2 separate regions of the Macaca mulatta genome follow, and region 2 is linked to region 1. The links are chromatin contacts, called in public Hi-C maps. All regions are on one chromosome and are shown on one strand. The core of a region is the stretch at or near the end of the contact, and the rest is flanking DNA. Distances in the headings are between cores, read along the strand shown. Region 1 has its middle 45 kb from the start of CCDC54. Region 2 has its middle 110 kb from the start of CCDC54.

Region 1 (5,401 bases), core at 2,140-4,639:
ACTGGGTTAAATGAAATATGTTATTAAAATTAATTTTACACATTTCCTTTTACTTTTTTTTAATGGTGGCTACCAGATAATTTAAAATTATGTGTGAGAGGCTGGGTATGGTGCCTGGCCCAGCACTTTGGGAGGCTGAGGTGGGCGGATCACTTGAGTTTGGGAGGTAGAGGCTGCAGTAAGCCATGATCATGCCACTGCACTCAAGCCTGGGGATGGAGTGAGGCCCTGTCTCAAAAATAAAATTCAAAAAATAGTAAAATAAAATTATTTATGTGACTCTTATATTTTATATTGGACAGAGCTGGTGTAGGACACTTCCTTCTACCTATGTGGATAAGAAAGCAAATGAGAAAATATTATATATTAATTTTATACTCATATGAGATATAGATTTGCTCAAAGCAATTGATATCTAAAAATTTCTTAGACACCTGTTCAGCATATCTCAAAGCCTTCTTCACTAAATCATATTTCTGTGCTAAGCAATGCCAGATTTACTTTGCATCCAGTTTGCATTCTGGGAATCATTTTTTTTAACTGTATTTTTTAGAGCAGTTTTACATTCGCAGAAAAATTTAGCAGAAAGTACAGAGAGTTCCCTGTTCCCACAGGCACACAGTCTACCTCACTATCAACATCCCACACCAAACTGGTACATTTGTTCCAATCAATGAACCTACATTGACACATTGTATCACCCAAAGTCCATAATTTATATTAGGGTGCATTCCTGGTGGTGTACATTCTATGGGTGTAGACAAACGAATCATTTTTTTTTTTTAATGTATGTGACATATGACATTTCTGTTTTTCTGTTAATATACATGACCTGAAATGGAATTACAATGAGGGTCTTCACTGGTTTAAAACAAGTCTTGTTTTGTTTAAAATGTCATATTGTTGTAGAACATTTGAAAAACCAAAAAAAAAAAAAAATTCAAATGAAGTAAAGAAATTAACCATGGTCTTACCGCTCAGGAAAAATAAAAAATTTGTTTGATATTTTAACAATTTGTTTTCAGTTTCTTCTGTGTATTTAAGCATACATTATGATTATTACATAATATAGTTTAATAATTGTTTAATCACTTAGTAAATACATGAATATTTCCCCATGTAATTATTTTTTAAACTGAATAAATAATAGTATTCCTTTATATATATGTGCCATTATTCATTTTACCAATCTCCATTGTGATTATTCTCATATACAGATCTTTTTTACATATTGATTATTTTATTTAAACATATAGGACTGCATCCTAAGAAACTGCTGGTTGAAGGGTAAGGGGATTGACTATGGATAGAAACAGTCAATTGTCATCCCAAAAGTTTGTATGGCAACACTATTTTGCAATACCCTTGGTGAAACCAGGTATTACGTTTTTAAAAATATTCATCAATTTTAAAAGCAAAACTCCCTGTTTTAATTTGTATTTTTGATTGCTAATGAGATTGAACGTTAAAAAATATGTTAATGAGACAAGAATGTTTCTTTTGAATGGTCCGCTCATAGTTAATGCTCGTTTTCTGCTGTGTAGGTATTTATCTTATTATTTGTAAGATGTCTTCCAATGTAAAGATATTAAACGTTTAGCTGCCATTAATGTTGAAAATATTTTTTCCAAGTTACCATTTGTCATTTAATTATATTTATGATGTTTTAAACAGAGATGCTTTTAATTTTTAGGTTAATCCACTTATCAATCTTTTTTGTTGTTTCTTCCTTATCTACGTTGTAATCAAAAAAGTATTCATTTGTGTTTTAAAATAGACCTTAATTTTCAAGTGGCTAATTCTGCTTTTCCTGGATTTATTTCATTTTGGGGTATTTATGAAGTAGAAGTTCTAATTTTTTTTTTTTTCAAACAGTTAATCAGTTGTTCTAACATCATTTTAAAAATAAGCGATCTGCCCTCACTTTAACGCATGCTAAATTCGTATCTATACTAGGCTCCTTTTGCACTCTGTTCATCTGTTCTTGTTTTCAGACACTGATTCCACATAGTTTTAATTATTATTAATATCCGATAGTATACCTTCTCTTTTAATAATCTTCTTTTTCCAGAAACTTGATTTGTAGTGGTTATTGTCTTCACTCAATTCGTTTAGGGGAATATCAAAGTTATTTTGTAAAGTTCCTCCTTCTTCCCAAAGTTATCACATTGAAATTTTAATTTATTCCATTTTCAAATTAACCTGGGGCGATCTGACAAACTGCTTTGAGGATTAAAATAAGAGAAGGCTTTGTGTGTGTGTCCTTTCCAATCAGACTCTATAATTAGTGTTTTGTAAAATATTTGTGACATTCCACAATAATCATACACTTAAAAAAAACCTGTTTATGAAAAGTACTTATTGGCATTGTCTGAATAGGGCATGGATTTTGAATAAAGAGAAAACAGAAAGAGGGCCCTGTATATAGTGCTTATAGGACATTAAAGAAATTGGCTAATTACAATGGACTTTCTAAATTAAGTAAAAATACACCAATGAAGAAGAGAAGAAGATAGAAAAGAAGATAAGGGAAAGAATAAGTGAAAGGAAATGAAATAAAATCAGACCAAGAGCAGATGATGAAATAGAGAGCTGAACTTCTAGAAATTTTTTTAAAAGCAAGAGAGAGAAAAAGAACGAGAACATTCTTGATGTAAACTGAAATGTTCAATTTAAACACTAGACAGCTGGCACAAAGTTGCTTTTAAATTTTATGTTAACTGATAAATGAAGGAGGACCTAGAAGGTAAAGGGGAAGAAAATCCTATTTTAGCTCCTGAAAGAGGATTTAAAGAGATATAGTTCTTGTAAAATGTATAATGGGTCATGGAATTATTTCTTAAAACTGTGTACATATATATTTTCTATATATGTATTTCATTATTTGAGTATAGAAAATATTTTGGAGCTTGTTCTTCATGTTTTGTAATTTAATACCTGAGAATTCCTGGTCTTACTGAAGAAGTTTTACTTTTATCTCTAATAGTGAATTATCTTCCATTTGTTATTTCTGGGCAGCTTTTCACTGTAATGCCTAGCTATTCAGAAAAAAAAAAAGCTATTAAGGGAAAAAAGTCTACTAAAATAGATTACTAATGTTTAGGTATATAGAAAAAACAACTCAGGATATATTATAGCTATGCTCTAATAAAGGGCTGTGTGGAATTTGCATTTAATGGTTCTCAGTGAGATTCCCTCACTAATGCAATTGCAGATTCCTACATTTCTTCCTGAAGGTGGCAGTATTTTAGTGACAAAAACTGACAACAAGCTGAGTAACTGTACCAGAGCTCTTGGAGATCAACAAAGGTGCCGCTTTTGAATGTGAAAGTTTTTTCAGCAAGACTTTTCTACTTCTTGGTTTGAATTGTGTGCCTGTAGGGCACACATGCTGCCTGCTTGCTGAACAGTGACTACTTAGGATAAGGTCTCAGGGAAGTAAGGTTGCATTTTCGTCTCTCAGATATTGAGGGAAAATTTTGGTGACATTGGAGAGAGAGAGAAATGAAATATTTTATTAAATTTAGAATTTAATGTAAAGTAGCAAATACAGAGACCAGAAACAGAATGATGTGTTTTATGGTTGTCAGCTACCATCTTTAATTGGTGAGTGACCATTTCATTCATACTGTTACTTTTCTTAAAAGACAAACAAAATTTTCTAAGTGTTTGTCGATGTAATGACTATGTAAAGAAAACCTTATTTTTGTTAGCAATTAACACATTGCCGGAAGAAATGAGAACATTAACAGATTTTGTAACAAATACTATGTTAACAATAAAAAAAAATGACTTTTATACATTTTAAGCAGCAAATTCTGGGAGGAGAATGTGTAGACGTCTATGTATATATGTGTTAATTAACTAACATTGGGAAATAAAGAAACAGAAACAAAAGTAAATACAGATGAACAAAACTTACCTAAAAAGTGAGTGTCAATCTGGTTGTGCTATTTAGCTTATTATATTTTAAATAACCAATAAACATTAACAGTGTTGATGTTTGTGGTTAATTCATCATTTACTTTGATTGGACAAGGACATATTAAAATCGGCTGGTTGATTTGTGGTACTGTCTGTTGGCTGAAAATATCTGTTTTATAGTTCTTCCAAAGGAAGTAGAAACTACGGAGCCCCAAGTGACACTGGATTTGTAGTTCTCTGAAAGTTGTCATCGATAATGGAGATAAACTTGTTCTTGTAGTAGCAGCAACATGATATTTTATTCAGTTTATAATATTCTTAAAAATTCTCTTGAAAATAAAATATTTCTCTTTCAGGTTTTTCATAAATTCAGTAACAAAATTCTCCTTTCTGCCCTAGCTATATAAATTGTGCCAATTTATGTTGACATTTCATTTATGAGTGAAGTCCCACAAAGTTTTTGCTGGTTTTTCAAAATGTCAATCTCTACATTTATAGACACCTTAGGGATATTTTCTTATACATCCCACTAGGTAATGAACTAAACTCTGTATTCTTGCATCATAGGTATTGACTGACGTCTATCTTTTCTCTTCTTTTTTACACTATACTGTCAATGTCTACTAGATTCACGGCCCCTCTTTTCAGGAAAAAAAAAAAAACCGTTTAATTCTTTATTATTATTATTTTTAATACAGAGAAGTTTTAGATTCACAGCGAAATTGAGCAGAAAGTACAGGGAATTCCCATATACCTCCCATCCCCACACATCCACAACCTCCCCTGCTGTCAACATGTGGCACCAAGGTGGTACATTTGTTCCAATCAATGAACCTGCACTGACACATTATTACCCAAAGTCTCTAGTTTACAGTATGGTTTACTCTTGGTGTTGTACACTTTATGGGTTTTGACAAATGTTTAATGACATGTGTTCACCATCGTAGTATTAGATGGAATAGTTTTGCTGCCCTAAATAACTTCTGGGCTCTGTCTTTCCTTCCCTCTCTGCCCTCTAACTGCTGGCAGCTACTAATTATTTTTACTGTCTCTGTAATAGTTTTGCCTTTTTCAGAATGTCATATAGTTGGAGTATGATCCCTTTTCAGATTGGCTTCTTTCACTTAGTAATATGCATTTGTTTATTCCGTGTCTTCATGCCTTGATAATTTTTTTTTTTTTTTTAGTGCTGACTAATATCCATTGTATGAATACACCACAGTTTCTCTACTCCTGAAGGACATCTTGGCTGCTTCCAAGTTTTGATAATTATGAATAAAGCCACTAAAAACATCTGTGTGAAGGTTTTAGGGTGGACATAAGTTTCTAGTTCATTTGGGTAAATACAATGGAGTGCAAATGCTGAATTTTATGGTAAGAATATGTTTAGTTTTGTGAGAAACTGCCAAACTGTCTTCCGAAGTGACTGTGCCATTTTGCGTTCCACCAGCAATGAATGAGAATTCTTGTTGCTTTA
Region 2 (5,401 bases), core at 882-3,381, 150 kb after region 1:
ACACGCAGTAGAAAAACAAGAAAGGTTTTCTTTATACCTTATAGGCAAGGAAACTGAGGCTCAGAAAAGTTAAGAAAAATGCCTATAGCCACACAGTCACAAAAAGGGCAGAATTAGGCACCAAACATAAGTCTATGTGACTTCTAGTCCCGACACTTACCGTTACATCTCAAAGCTCTTTTTGTAGTTTTCAGCAATTAAGCACTATTTACATCTTTATCCATGGTTAACAGAAGCTAAGATTTAAGTGATTTGGGTTATTACTTCTTGTTTTACCTGAATTTTAATACTTGCACATATTTTTTTGGAAGCCATGGCTGGCTAAGTACAAATATGGAAATGATTTATATATACTTGTCTTCCAATAATTTAGATTCAATGTCAACTTTCTTCTTGTAAAAATTCATTACCTTAATTCTTCATAGACAGGAAATAGCCTCTCCTTTTCCCCATGTATCCACTTACTTTATTTTTCATTTTTGTTCTGATTTGAAACCACAGTTAGAAATAGACAACTATTATAGGATTGTTGTATCTCTTCTAGGAGATTCTATCATTTTTCCTCGGTTAAGCATAAACATATAACCTGGTTGTTGCTCAGAGCCCTTAGTTTTGAGGAGGAGTAGAATGTAAACCTGGAAGGTATCTCTCCTCATGCCCATCATTCTGTTCTACATAAATTATCTTGAGACTCATAAAAGGAAAATAAAATTCTGAAATTAAATTCTTCATTGCCTTTGTTGGCTGATTTTATTAACTGTCTATTGAATGGGTGGCTTAATAGAAGAACTCCCTAAAAACGTGCAATACACTGACCAATCTGTTTGGCTGTTTTCCACATTGTTTCAGAAGTCAAGACACAAAATCTAACATTTTTGTTTTTGCCAAACAATGAACAGCATTATGTGGATCTTAGACTTTGAAAAAAATATATGACACATATTATGTAGCCTGAGTACTAGTGCTATGTCCTGCTTTTTGAAGTTACTTTCCAGCAAGGGTGATTTTATCCGACACCAGTGGCCAATCAAAGTCAAAAAATACTAAAGATTGGTTGGTGGCCTTTTTTCCCACTTACATTTCTGTCTGCCTTCTTCACAGTTCAGTCAGTTCACAGTTGAGCTGTGTGTTTAAAGCAAACTGGATGAAAAAAGTAAAAGGAAGGGACTAAATCATTGCTTCCCATAATGCAAATGCCATTCCTGTTTTGATTCTGCTATTCTCCATGCTATATTTAGAAAACAAGGCCTAATTTTTTTACTTAACTCTGGTCCTGCAGACCTTCTTACAGAAATGACACGGTAGTCATTTGTGACTACCTGTCCTTTCTGGCAATGTGTTTGGTTAATTGGTACTTTACCCTTGCTCTTTCCAAGCACAAAAAGTCTGAGGCTTGTCATTTGAGGAAGCACATAAACGAGGGAAGCATAAATCCCCATTTGTCTCAAATGACAAGTCAGACATTTAGCTGCTGAGCAAGAAACATGCTCTCTGTGTTCTCGGAGAGAAGCAGCTCAGAGTGCTCAATGTTCTCTGAGACAGGAAGCTTGGAGATTCCTTATCAATAGTATGTAAATGGAGTAAGAGAACAGGCTGTAGACTTAACTGGAATTCAGACAGGTCTGGGCATGCCTGGTGTGCTGGTAAGGCCATCTCCCCAAAAGAATTTTCCTGAAGGACTGATATTTCCGAGAAAGTATTTGTCCTAATCTGTGATAAAGCGTTAGTTATCTTTGTGGTTGTGCAATTCTGTATGTAGCATCAACCTTTGCACTTTCATTTGACTTGTAGCAAAGACCCCATTATGTTTTGGTTGAAATACTGTGGAGAGCAATGGGTCTATATGTAAATCTCCAAAGATCTGATCTTCGAAAAATTCTTACATATAAGTGCACAAACAATGCTTTACCAGACCTCTCTAAAATAGTGGGAAGCAGAGATGAAAGAGACTCTTCACACAGTAACTGGGAGGCAGGATTCTAACGACGGACCAGTGCCCAAGATTTCTGACCTCTGCTTATTCATTCAAATACAAATCCAAGTACTTCTTTGAAGGGATTTTGCAGATGTAATTAAAGTCCCAAGTAAATTAATTGACCTTAAAGTATGGTGACAATCCAGGTGGGCCTGATCTAATCTGATGACTCCTTTTAAGGCAGAGCGTTTTCTGTAGGATCAGAAGAGGAAGTCAGAGATTCAAAACATGACAGGGAGTTGATGCGCTGTTGCTGGCTTGAAGACTCGGGAGAGCAGGTTGTGCCACAGAATGCAGGTGGTCTTAAAGAGCTGAGAGTGGCTCCTGGCTATAGCCAGCAGAGAAACGTAGACCTATGTCCATATTTGGCCAACAACTTGAATGAGTTTGGAAGCAGATTTCCTTCCTAGGGCCTCCATAAAAAAGTCCAGCCAAGTGAATATCTCATGTCAGCCTTGAGAGACCCTAAGCAGAGAACTCAGTTGAGCTATGCCAGAATTCTGAGCTACAGAAGTGTGAGATAATTTGTGTTACTTCAAGTCACTATGTTTGTGGTAGTTTTCTACGCAGCAATAGAAAGTTAATGCAGTAACACGATGAGATGAGGCTTTGTATTTTGTGGGACCCAGGCCTTAGCTGTGGTGGAAGGCCTCAGCATCCCAGAGACTTCACGCTATGCAGTGTTTGCCCAGTGGTAAAAGATGGAATGATAAGAACAGACTTGATGAGTGCTTGTGAAACCTCCCTTAGGAATTCCTAGAAATTCTCCTGGGTGGGGAAAAAGAACACTGAAATTTGTATTATTACAGTCAACATGAGTGACTAGGACCTACAGGCTGATGAATTCCAAGGAAATTGACTGCACACATTTCCATAAAGTCCAGATTAGTTTGATCTCCTAGTATATGCTTCATTTACCAAAAGGAACATGGGGTTTTTTTGTTTGTTTATTTTGGTTTTGTTTTCTGTTTTACTCCTCCTACTCCTAAATTCCCTTGCCTTATTCACAGACCCTGACCTCTTTTGCTAGATGCCAAGGGAAGGATTTAGTAAGCACGTCCTTGGATGATTGTGACAGTAGAAAATATCTTTTTCTTTGTTAAATCTTTGCTGCTGAGACAAAATAGCAACTTATTCTTGAGAGATAGATGACCTCTTTCAGCATACTTAGGTGCCTTTCACAAACTTCCTATTAAAAATAATGAGCAAACATTTTGTATTGGATTATTAAGAAAGGAAACTTGGCGACAATTTAGAAGAGTATAGGGTTTTCATCTTCTAAGTAAGCATACAGATTAGTACAGAGATGAGTGTGCTATAATTGTACTGTAATTTTGTAAAAATATTGTTGGGAAACAATTTTCCACAGATCTTTTGCATTTCTGTACATCTTCAGAGCAGATACATTGACAGCTTTTATTCTGAAATGTCTTTTCAAGTGTGTTTGCATGGAAACAGTTTTGGAAGATAAAGATAATGTCTCCCTCCAAGGCAAAGGACAGATTTGCTTGCTATTTACGATAATAAAGATAATGTCTCTTTCCAGGGCAAAGGATGGGCAAGTTACTGGCAGTCCCTTTAAAAGTTTGCTATCTCCTAAGCTCAGGGAATCTCAACTTTTATATAAGTCTTGTGTGTACAGGTTGACCAACTTGTCAGAGTTTGCCTGAGACTTTCCTGCTTACAGTACAGTAAATCTTGAATATTAGGAAACCCTTTGGTCTTAGGTAAACGGGGGAGGTGGTCACCCTAGTGAGCTGCATCCATCTGAGATGCACCATATCACTTCCACGAGATTTGGAAGACATGGAAACCAATGAAAAACTTGAAGCTCATGCTGCTTGCTGTGTTGTAAGAAATAAATTTCTTTAGCTCTGACCCAGGAGTCTTGAGCCTTCTTCTAGCATCCTTAAAATTGTGATAGGCTAACTTCTTAGGTAGCAAGTAGAAAAAATATCAGATAGACCCTTCACAGTTCTTTAAAAACATAAGTCTAGTAATTGCTGGAATTATAATTGGAAAAAATAAAGGTTAGAGAAATGGAGTAAGACCGTAAGCTTCCTCTGAAGCTTTCCAAAATCTGTTTTATGAAATGGATAATTCAAAAGCATATCAACTTGTAAAAGTGATTTGTAAGAACTGGCACTGTTTTTGTGACTTCCATTGCATTTCCCCCCCTCTTTTTAATAGATTATTTAAAAGTATATTGCTAATTTCCAAACATTTAGGAATTTTTCTAGTATCTTTATGTCCCCATCCTTTAGTCTAATCCCACTCTGGTCAGAGAACATACTCTATGAGAACATACTCAATTCTTTGCAATTTGTTTAGATTTGCTTTGGTTTATTTTGGTAAATGTTTAAGTGCACTTGGAAAAAATGTGCACTTTGCAGTTGTTGGCTATAGTGTTGTCTATATGTCAATTAGGTTAAGACGGTTGATTATATTGTTCAAATTTTCTATATTCTTACTGATTTTTTGAATTTTCTGTCTGCTTGTTCTGTCAGTGATTGTAACATTTCCAAGTATGATTGTGGATTTGTCACTTGTCTTTATATACTGTATTAGGTGATACAAATTTAGGAATGTTTTATTTTCCTATTTATCATTTTGACTATTTCCAGTAACACTTATTGATATGATTTGACTGTGCACCCACCCAAAATCTCATCTTGAAATGTAATCTGAATTATAATCCCCATGTGTTGGGGGAGGGAATTTGTGGGAGGTGATTAGATCATGGGGGCGGTTCTCCCATGCTGTACTCATGATAACAAGTGAGTTCTTATGAGATCTGATAGTTTTATAAGGGGATTTTCCCTGCTTCTCTCTCCAGCCACTATGTGAAAAAGGACATGTTTACTTCCCCTTCTGCCATGATTGTAAGTTTCCTGAGGCCTTCCCAGCCATGCAGAACTGGGAGTCAATTAAACCTCTTTCCTTTACACTTACCCAGTCTTGGGCAGTTCTTTATAGCAGGCTGAGATTGGACTAATACACTTATCTTAAAGTCTGCTTTACTTGGTATTAATAAAATTATGCTAGCTTCCTCCTGTTTAGTTTCTGCATGGTATATATATTTTCCATACTATTCCATGGTATATGTTTTTACTTTCAAATTTTCTGTGCCCTTGTATTTAAAGCATGTCTCTTGTAAACAGCATATAGTGGATTTTTTTTTTTTTTTTTTTTTTTTTTTTAGACAGGGTCTCACTTTGTCACCCGGGTTGGAGTACAGTGGTGTGAACACAGCTCACTGCAGCCTTGACCTCCTGGGTGCAAATGATCCTCACACCTCAGCCCCACCAAGAAGCTGGGACTACAGGTGCATGCCGCCATGTCCAGCTAATTTTAATATATTTTTTGTAGAGACGAAGTTTTGCTATGTTGCCCAGGCTGGTGATTGTTCGTTTTTTTGTTTTGTTT

Evidence for each region. Hi-C and Micro-C count contacts between places; a contact is called where the count stands out from the background.
Region 2: a Hi-C map of sperm shows a contact between it and region 1, with 2.7 times the contacts expected there. The contact joins two enhancer-like sites. A contact is called at or near these places in 3 of 14 Hi-C or Micro-C datasets (fetal cortical plate, fibroblasts and sperm).

The regions. Positions count from the first base shown.
Region 1 is chr2:176,229,427-176,234,827 of T2T-MMU8v2.0, forward strand. No RefSeq gene overlaps it. Among named protein-coding and RNA genes, the nearest start is that of CCDC54, 45 kb to the right of the region's middle. Within about 2 kb of position 3,390, at least 2 of the 40 cell types and tissues checked have an H3K27ac peak or open chromatin away from gene starts, as enhancers often do.
Region 2 is chr2:176,382,795-176,388,195 of T2T-MMU8v2.0, forward strand. No RefSeq gene overlaps it. Among named protein-coding and RNA genes, the nearest start is that of CCDC54, 110 kb to the left of the region's middle. Within about 2 kb of position 2,132, at least 3 of the 40 cell types and tissues checked have an H3K27ac peak or open chromatin away from gene starts, as enhancers often do.